Regions from separate parts of the Mus musculus genome. Here region 1 is linked to region 2. Evidence: chromatin contacts called from public promoter capture Hi-C data. All regions are on one chromosome and are shown on one strand. Each heading gives the region's core, a stretch centred on a gene start, on an enhancer-like site or on the middle of the called end of the contact. The rest is flanking DNA. Distances are from core to core; before and after follow the strand shown. Region 1 holds the start of Qtrt1 (queuine tRNA-ribosyltransferase catalytic subunit 1). Region 2 holds the start of Shfl (shiftless antiviral inhibitor of ribosomal frameshifting).

Region 1 (3,532 bases), core at 466-2,965, 540 kb before region 2:
TATCTTATCTTGTTGTCACCAATATTTTATTAAATTCAATTTGTTACTAAGAACACTAACAGCTGGGTGTGGTGGCACCTGTCTTTAATGCCAGCACTCCAGAGGAGAGGCAAAAGCGGGTGTATCTGTGTTTGAGGCCAGCCTGGTCTACCAGTCTACCTAGAGAGTTCTTGCCCAGCTGAAGCTGCATAGTGAGACCCTCTCCAAAATAATAAACAATAAGTAAATAATAAAATACATACACATAAAACAAACCAATAAATAAAAAAGGATGACTCTGTATTCAGTACTGTGCTTACAGTACTGGCATTAGTTCTCTGTTTTGTCAGGAAATGAAAACAGCTTCTTTGTCTTTTTTTTTTTTTTCTTTTTTCTTTGAGACAGGGTGTCTTCCTTTGAGCCCTGCAGTCCAGGCTGTCCACTCACAGCAATCTCCCTACCCCCACACTTCAAGATTTTAGGTATAATTCTACTACTGCCAGCTTTGACATCCAACTTTTTCTCTCTGTTGTTTTCAAGACAGGGTTTCTCTGTGTAGTCCTGGCTGTCCTGGAACTCACTTTGTAGACCAGGCTGGCCTCAAACTCAGAAATCCGCCTGGCTCTGCCTCCCAAGTGCTGGGATTAAAGGTGTGCGCCACCCCCCACCCTCCTTTTTAAAGTGTTTGTTTTGTTTGTTTGCTGTAGTGAGGATCTAGACCAGGACACTGGCAAAACACTCTAATTAACTCTTGCACATGCCCAACACAGGACCTATTCTTTATCCTTCTTTTCTTTTTTTTCTTTTTTTTTTTTTTTGGTTTTTCGAGACAGGGTTTCTCTGTGTAGCCCTGGCTGTCCTGGAGCTCACTTTGTAGACCAGGCTGGCCTCGAACTCAGAAATCTGCCTGCCTCTGCCTCCCGAGTGCTGGGATTAAAGGCATGCGCCACCACGCCCGGCTATCCTTATTTTCGTTAGGTGAAAGAGTCCAAATTCAAAGACGATCCAAACCATACGTGGCGTTCGAAGCCCTCCTCTTACCCAGAGCATTCTGGATCTCCACCGACCTCTCTGGGCTCAAAAGTGTCTCTTCTCCATCGTAGGGCGAGCGGAAGTGGACGCCCTCCTCCGTCACCTCGGACAGGGAGAAGAGGGACACCATCTGGAAGCCGCCGCTATCCTGGGGAGACCCCGCAGCGAAGCTGTCAGGAGATTGAGACTGGGGACCTCTCACCTCAACGCAGCGCCCGAGGGCGGCAACCCCAACTCACCGTCAGCAGATTGTGGGGCCAATTCATGAAGCCGTGAAGACCCTGGGCTTTCCGGATCAGCTCCGGTCCCTGTGAGGGAGAAAAAGTTAGCGGTGCCCGCAGCTCCACGGCCAGGTGTGGGTGAGCCCCGGCACTGTGGGCCTTACTCAACAGACTTTTCCAAAGACCCCCTCGCCACCCACCCCCCAGATCGAATCCACACACCGGCCTCAGCCCCAGATGGTAGGTGTTGCCCAAGCAGATGCGGCAGCCCAGGGAGTCCAGCTGCTCCGTGGTGATACCCTTCATGGTGGCCTGTGTACCCACAGGCATGAACACAGGGGTGGCTACCGTTCCATGCGGCAGCCGCAGCTCACCCGCCCGAGCTCCGGAGCGACTGCACTCAGCGACCAGCCGCATTATTCGTGGAGCGGACTCAAGCGAACCTGGGCTGCCTACCGCCGCCATTTTCAGTCCCGGAACCACGTGGCCTGAGACCACAGAGGACAGCGCCGAGGTGCCCCGAATCACGTGATCTGAGAGCTATAGGGAACCATAGCAACTGACGCCACACCCTCCACACGCTTGGGTGCTCTACTTCCAGATCCCATAGCTGTCACCGTTCTAAGGCCCAGTGCCATGGCTTACCGAGTGAAGATACACAGCGCCAAGCCCGATGACCTGTCTCTGGGATCTACAAGACAGCCATTCAAATTCGCATGGGCGTACATACAATAAATGTATTTTAAACACTCCAAGACATGTTTTTCTGCTGTATAAAATACAACAGCCGGATATGATAACTCATCAGGAATCTCAAGATTTCAGAGGCTGAGGAAAAAGGATTATGTGCAGTTGGAGATCGACACCGGCACAGTGAGTTTCCTGCCAGCTTGGGCTACAGAGAGATCTCATCTCACAAAAAGGGAGGGGAAAAAAAGATGGAGCCAAGCCTGTTATTGTACTCCTTTGATACAAGGAAAGGTAGAGGCAGGTGGATCTCTGTGAGCCTATATAGCAAGCTCCAGGAAAGTTAGGGCTATATTGTGAACTACCTCAAAAAACAAGCAATAAAAAAGGCACTGTAGGGCACTACTGCAATCCCAGCACTTGGGAGGCAGAGGCAGGCAGATTTCTGAGTTCCAGGACAGCCAGGGTTACATAGAGAAGCCCTGTTTCAAAAAGCAACAACAACAAAAAACCCTAGCCAGACAAACAAAAAAACCTGATGGCTCAGCAGTTAAGAGCACCGACCGCTCTTCCAGAGGAACTGGATTCAATTCCCAGCACCCACATGGCAGCTCACAACTGTCTGTAATGCCGAAATCTGACATACATGCAGGCAAAACATCAATGCACATAAAATTATTTTTTAAAAAAAATCAGGGCTGGAGAGATGGCTCAGCGGTTAAGAGTACTGACTGCTCTTCCAGAGGTCCTGAGTTCAATTCCCAGCGACCACATGGTGGCTCACAATCATCTGTAATTGGATCCAATGCCTTCTTCTGAAACAGTGGCAGTATACTCAAATACAAAAAAAATCAAAAGCCGGGCGTGGTGGCGCACGCCTTTAATCCCAGCACTCAGGAGGCAGAGGCAGGCGGATTTCTGAGTTCGAGGCCAGCCTGGTCTACAAAGTGAGTTCCAGGACAGCCAGAGCTACACAGAGAAACCCTGTCTCAAAAAACAAAAAAACAAAACAAAAAAAAATCAAAATAGGGGCTAATGAGCACGTACCCAGAGGACATGGTACTCCTAGCACACACAGCCCCCTGTAACTCCATTTCCAGTGGATCTGATGTCCTCCTCTGACCAGGCAGGTAAGATGGTAGCACACCCACATTCAGGCAAAATACTTAAATACACAAAATAAATCTTTTAAACAAAAACAACCCAACTTTCTCCCTGGCATGCACAAGGCTCTGGGTTGAGTCCTCTGCACACATACTCACATAGCATACTCTTCATACATGTAGTCACTAACAATAGTCTGTCATTCTGTGTTCATTTACTAAGGACCTAGCATGTAGTCAGGCGCTCAGTCATTTTTTTGTCAAAGGATTCCTATCATTACAAAAAGAAATCTAATGCCCAGAAACTTGACCCTATTACTTTATTCAATGAGGGAGGTGTGTGTGTGTGTACAGTCACGTGTTCCCACTGCCCTGACCAGAGATTTAATAAAGATAGCCAAGTGATTTTCTGTCAATATAAACCGTATCTGCCACCTCTGCCGGCAGAGGGCACCATTGTCCCACAATATTCCCAGTGAGCTGCTATGCAGAACCTGCTATGATGGGCAG
Region 2 (3,376 bases), core at 871-3,370:
ACTGGCCTCAGATGCCACATGGTTTTAAACACTAAAACGTTTAAAAATGTCTATGTGTGTCTCTTCCCATGTGCATGTATACATGTGCAGTGCCCATGGACGCCAGAAGAGGGTGTCAGACCCCTTGGAACTTGGAGTGGTTGTGAGCGGTCCCATTTTGGAGCTGGGATCCTATGTGAGCAGCAAGTGCTCTTAACTGCTAAGCCATCTCTCTGTCCCCTGGCCACACTACAAAGCTCTGGGCTTTGGGGCTTGCAAGCAGCTAGCTGCAAGCCTAATTGGCTGCTCAGTTGCTCCCTGATGAGGGATGGCGGTCTTCACAGAGGGGCCTCTCAGAGCCCAGGCTTCGTTCCAAGTGGCTAGAGTCTGATTCCCTGAAGTCAACTGCTGGTCTCTGGAACCTGGTGAGTGTCGTGTCCCCGGGCTGGGTTCCTGTGCAATTGGATTGCCTCCTGGGACCCTGAGGAGGGGTAGGACATGAACCAAGGCCTGGAGATCTGCCTCACTCGTGCTCTCCATGAAGGCGACTTCCTGCTATTATTATTATTATCTTATCATATTGTTTATAGACCTAAAGCAAAAGAATATCATTGGTAGGATTCTTTTAGATGCCCAGCAAGGTGGTACACGCCTTGATCCCCTGCTCTTGGTAAGCAGAGGCAAGTGGATCTCTGTGAGTTCAAAGCCAGCCTGGCCTATCTAGTGAATTTCAGGGAAGTCCAGGGCTGAGCTATGTAAAGACTCTGTCTTACACAAAACAAAAACTCTGCTATGTCTTTCAAGCAAACAGAAGCCGAGGAGCAAAACAACCATATTGCCTTGATTCCTTCATCCCTCCTGTCCAGGCGTCTTTCTTCCCAGGATCTGCCCAGCTCAGACTTTCTTCTTATGCAAGAAAGGGTTGCCTTGAGTTTTCTTCGACATTCAGTCTCCTTATCCTACTGTCCTGTCTCTTCCATTTGAGGTAATCAGCATGTAATGAGCACCTACTGTTTGAAGGCTGCTTGAGAAAGGAAAGGACCCTAGATGGTAAGGGGAGCACTCACTGATTGTTCCTTCTGACAAGAGAATGGGAATCCCCCTTCCTTTGGGGACAGGGGGAGGTTACCTGAGCGTCCAGGTCGTTGCTCAGCTCCTGTCCGTCTTTCTGCTTGACACCTAGTGGGAGAACATGGGAGGGGCTCTTGAAGGGTGTAGGAGTTCCAGGCGGTGGAGAGCCTCCGGTTAAACGGAGCCAGGGTCGCTAAAGCGCTACAGCAATTCTGAAACCACACCCACTCAGTGTCCCCCCCACCAGGGCTGACTCACCATACACGATAGAGCGCCCAACTCCGGTGTGGTCGCTGCCAAACTTCCTCATAAGAGCCCCTGCCTTCTTGGGGGACACTTTCCCATGAAACTTCTCCCGGAGGCGCCTGACGCTCTTCTCCAACTAGGATAGAGGGGGGATAAGCTCTGATGTCGCCGGCGACGGGGAGCAGCCCCCGCACCTTCATTCTCCTGAACTTGACCCTGGCTTCTGGCCTCCGCATCCCCATCCCCCCCCCCCTTTAAGCCATTTCCTGGAAAAATCCGAAGTTCTCCAGGCATTGGGGGATGGTGGAGACTGCGGCGCGTCCCAGCCTCCCCGGTGCGAATTTGGGGTCTGGCGGTGTGTGTGTGTGTGTGTGTGTGTGTGGCGGGATGCAGGCCAGGTTACCCCCTTTCCTTCTGACCTCTGACCCTACAGCCCCACTGTGCCCAGGGATAGAGGAGGGAAACAGCCCAGGGGGCAGGGGTGTTCCCGGGAGCCCTTTCCGCGCCGCCGGTGGCGCGGCTGTCCTACCTCCACGCCATCCTGAGCCATGGTGGCCGGAGCACACCTGGCTGCGCCTGGGTCCGGGCCTCGCAAGCCTGGGTGGCGTCGCCGCAGCTCCGCCTCCCTCGGGCCCCTCTTTCAGTTTCGTTTCTACGTAAAGCTGGGGACCCTGAGGAGACCCCGCGCAGGCCTTGCGGCCACGCGTCTGCTCACGCGCCCTGTAGTGCTCCCGGGTGGTGCTCCCGGGCCTCCGAGCGCGCCTCACCGCGTCCTGCGCAGCAGCGCGGCCTCTGCAGTCGGTCACATGTCCCCACGCTGCGCGGGGTCCGCGTCTTCACGTCCCCCTTGGGGGCGGAGCCGCACCACAGTTCGGTGCTCCCTCGCTGCTCCTCCTATGCAGAACCCGAAGCGTCTTCGGACCACCGTGGCGTTTTGCTATGCTCAGCAGTTCTAACTCCCACGGCTTCTCTCTCTAATTCCCACACTCTCAGCCTCAGTTTCCTCCTCTGTAAAATGGGCATGCAAGATAGGCATGGTGACACACACCTGTCACTCCAGCAGTTGGAAGGTGGATGCAAAAAGATCAGGAGTTCAAGGATGTCCTAGACTATGTGTGACCCAGTTTCAAAAAAGAAAAAAAGAAAAAGGGGGGGGGGGAGGGGAACATCCTAGGACAAAATGAAATGAAAGATTTTTTATTTTTTTTATTATTTTTTTTTTAGCAAGTTTTACAGACTTCTCCAGAGAATGGGCCCCAGAATCTAAGAGGCCTGGGCTTTTTCACCCCGTTTAAATACCTTCTTCCCAGTGAACCTCTGCCTTGCCCCTTTCGGTACAGAGCTTGGGTCTCACTATGATCCAGGAGCACAGAAATCTTTGCTGGGTGATCTGGCTCCCACCACCACCAAAGGTGGATGCCACAGGTGCAGATAAGGTGGTTTAACAGTGAACCGGAGACCAAAGCCAGAGAGGGGGAAATGGAAACTGATCTACCCTCCCCTTCAGCCTCTTTCCCAGGCCCCATAGTTTCAATGGTGGCCCTTATGGTCCAGGTTACTCTGGAACTTTCTATGTAGCTGAGGATGACTTTGAACTCACCATCCTCCTGCTTCCACCTTCTGAATGCTGGGGGTCTCATTGTATAGCCGTGGCTGTCCTTAAACGTATGGTATGGTGGTCCTCCAGCCTTCGCTCTGTAGCACTGAGATTACAGCTGTGAGCCACCGTGTTTGGTTTTCCAGGGGGATTAATGTCACTTAGCACAATGTGGGACATAGATATTGCATCAGTCACCAGGTGACCTTTGAAGTGTCATGCTGGTTGGAAGCAGAGTAAAAATGTGAAGAAAAGCCAACTCCTGGCCCCTTACACCCTTGTAGACTTCTGGCTCCAAGGAATCCACATTGTAAATCTAAAGCCGAGAATCATGTGAGCATCGGGCCCTGGTCTCTACGCAAGCCTGAAAGGAACACCTCCAAATGGATAGTCATCAATAAGTTATATTGAAATACTATAGCTGTTATGGAAAGTGGGATAGAAGTTCCTCACAGAATACAATGAGCATAAGATCTGTCAACT

The links. Promoter capture Hi-C pulls out the DNA fragments that hold promoters and counts their contacts.
Region 1: a promoter capture Hi-C map of liver shows a contact between it and region 2. The contact joins the promoter of Qtrt1 here to the promoter of Shfl in region 2. A contact is called at or near these places in 3 of 39 promoter capture datasets (liver and pre-B cells) and 1 of 9 other capture datasets (pancreatic islet).

Annotation. Positions count from the first base shown.
Region 1 is chr9:21,410,020-21,413,551 of GRCm38.p6, reverse strand. It overlaps Qtrt1 (queuine tRNA-ribosyltransferase catalytic subunit 1), which reads right to left and starts at 1,715. Exons shown (of 10, transcript NM_021888.2): 1 at 1,455-1,715; 2 at 1,251-1,319; 3 at 1,021-1,159. The coding sequence starts at 1,697. Gm16853 (predicted gene, 16853) reads left to right here and starts at 1,832. Exons shown (of 5, transcript NR_045742.1): 1 at 1,832-2,105.
Region 2 is chr9:20,867,386-20,870,761 of GRCm38.p6, reverse strand. It overlaps Shfl (shiftless antiviral inhibitor of ribosomal frameshifting), which reads right to left and starts at 2,120. Exons shown (of 8, transcript NM_175687.2): 1 at 1,826-2,120; 2 at 1,309-1,432; 3 at 1,109-1,158. The coding sequence starts at 1,846.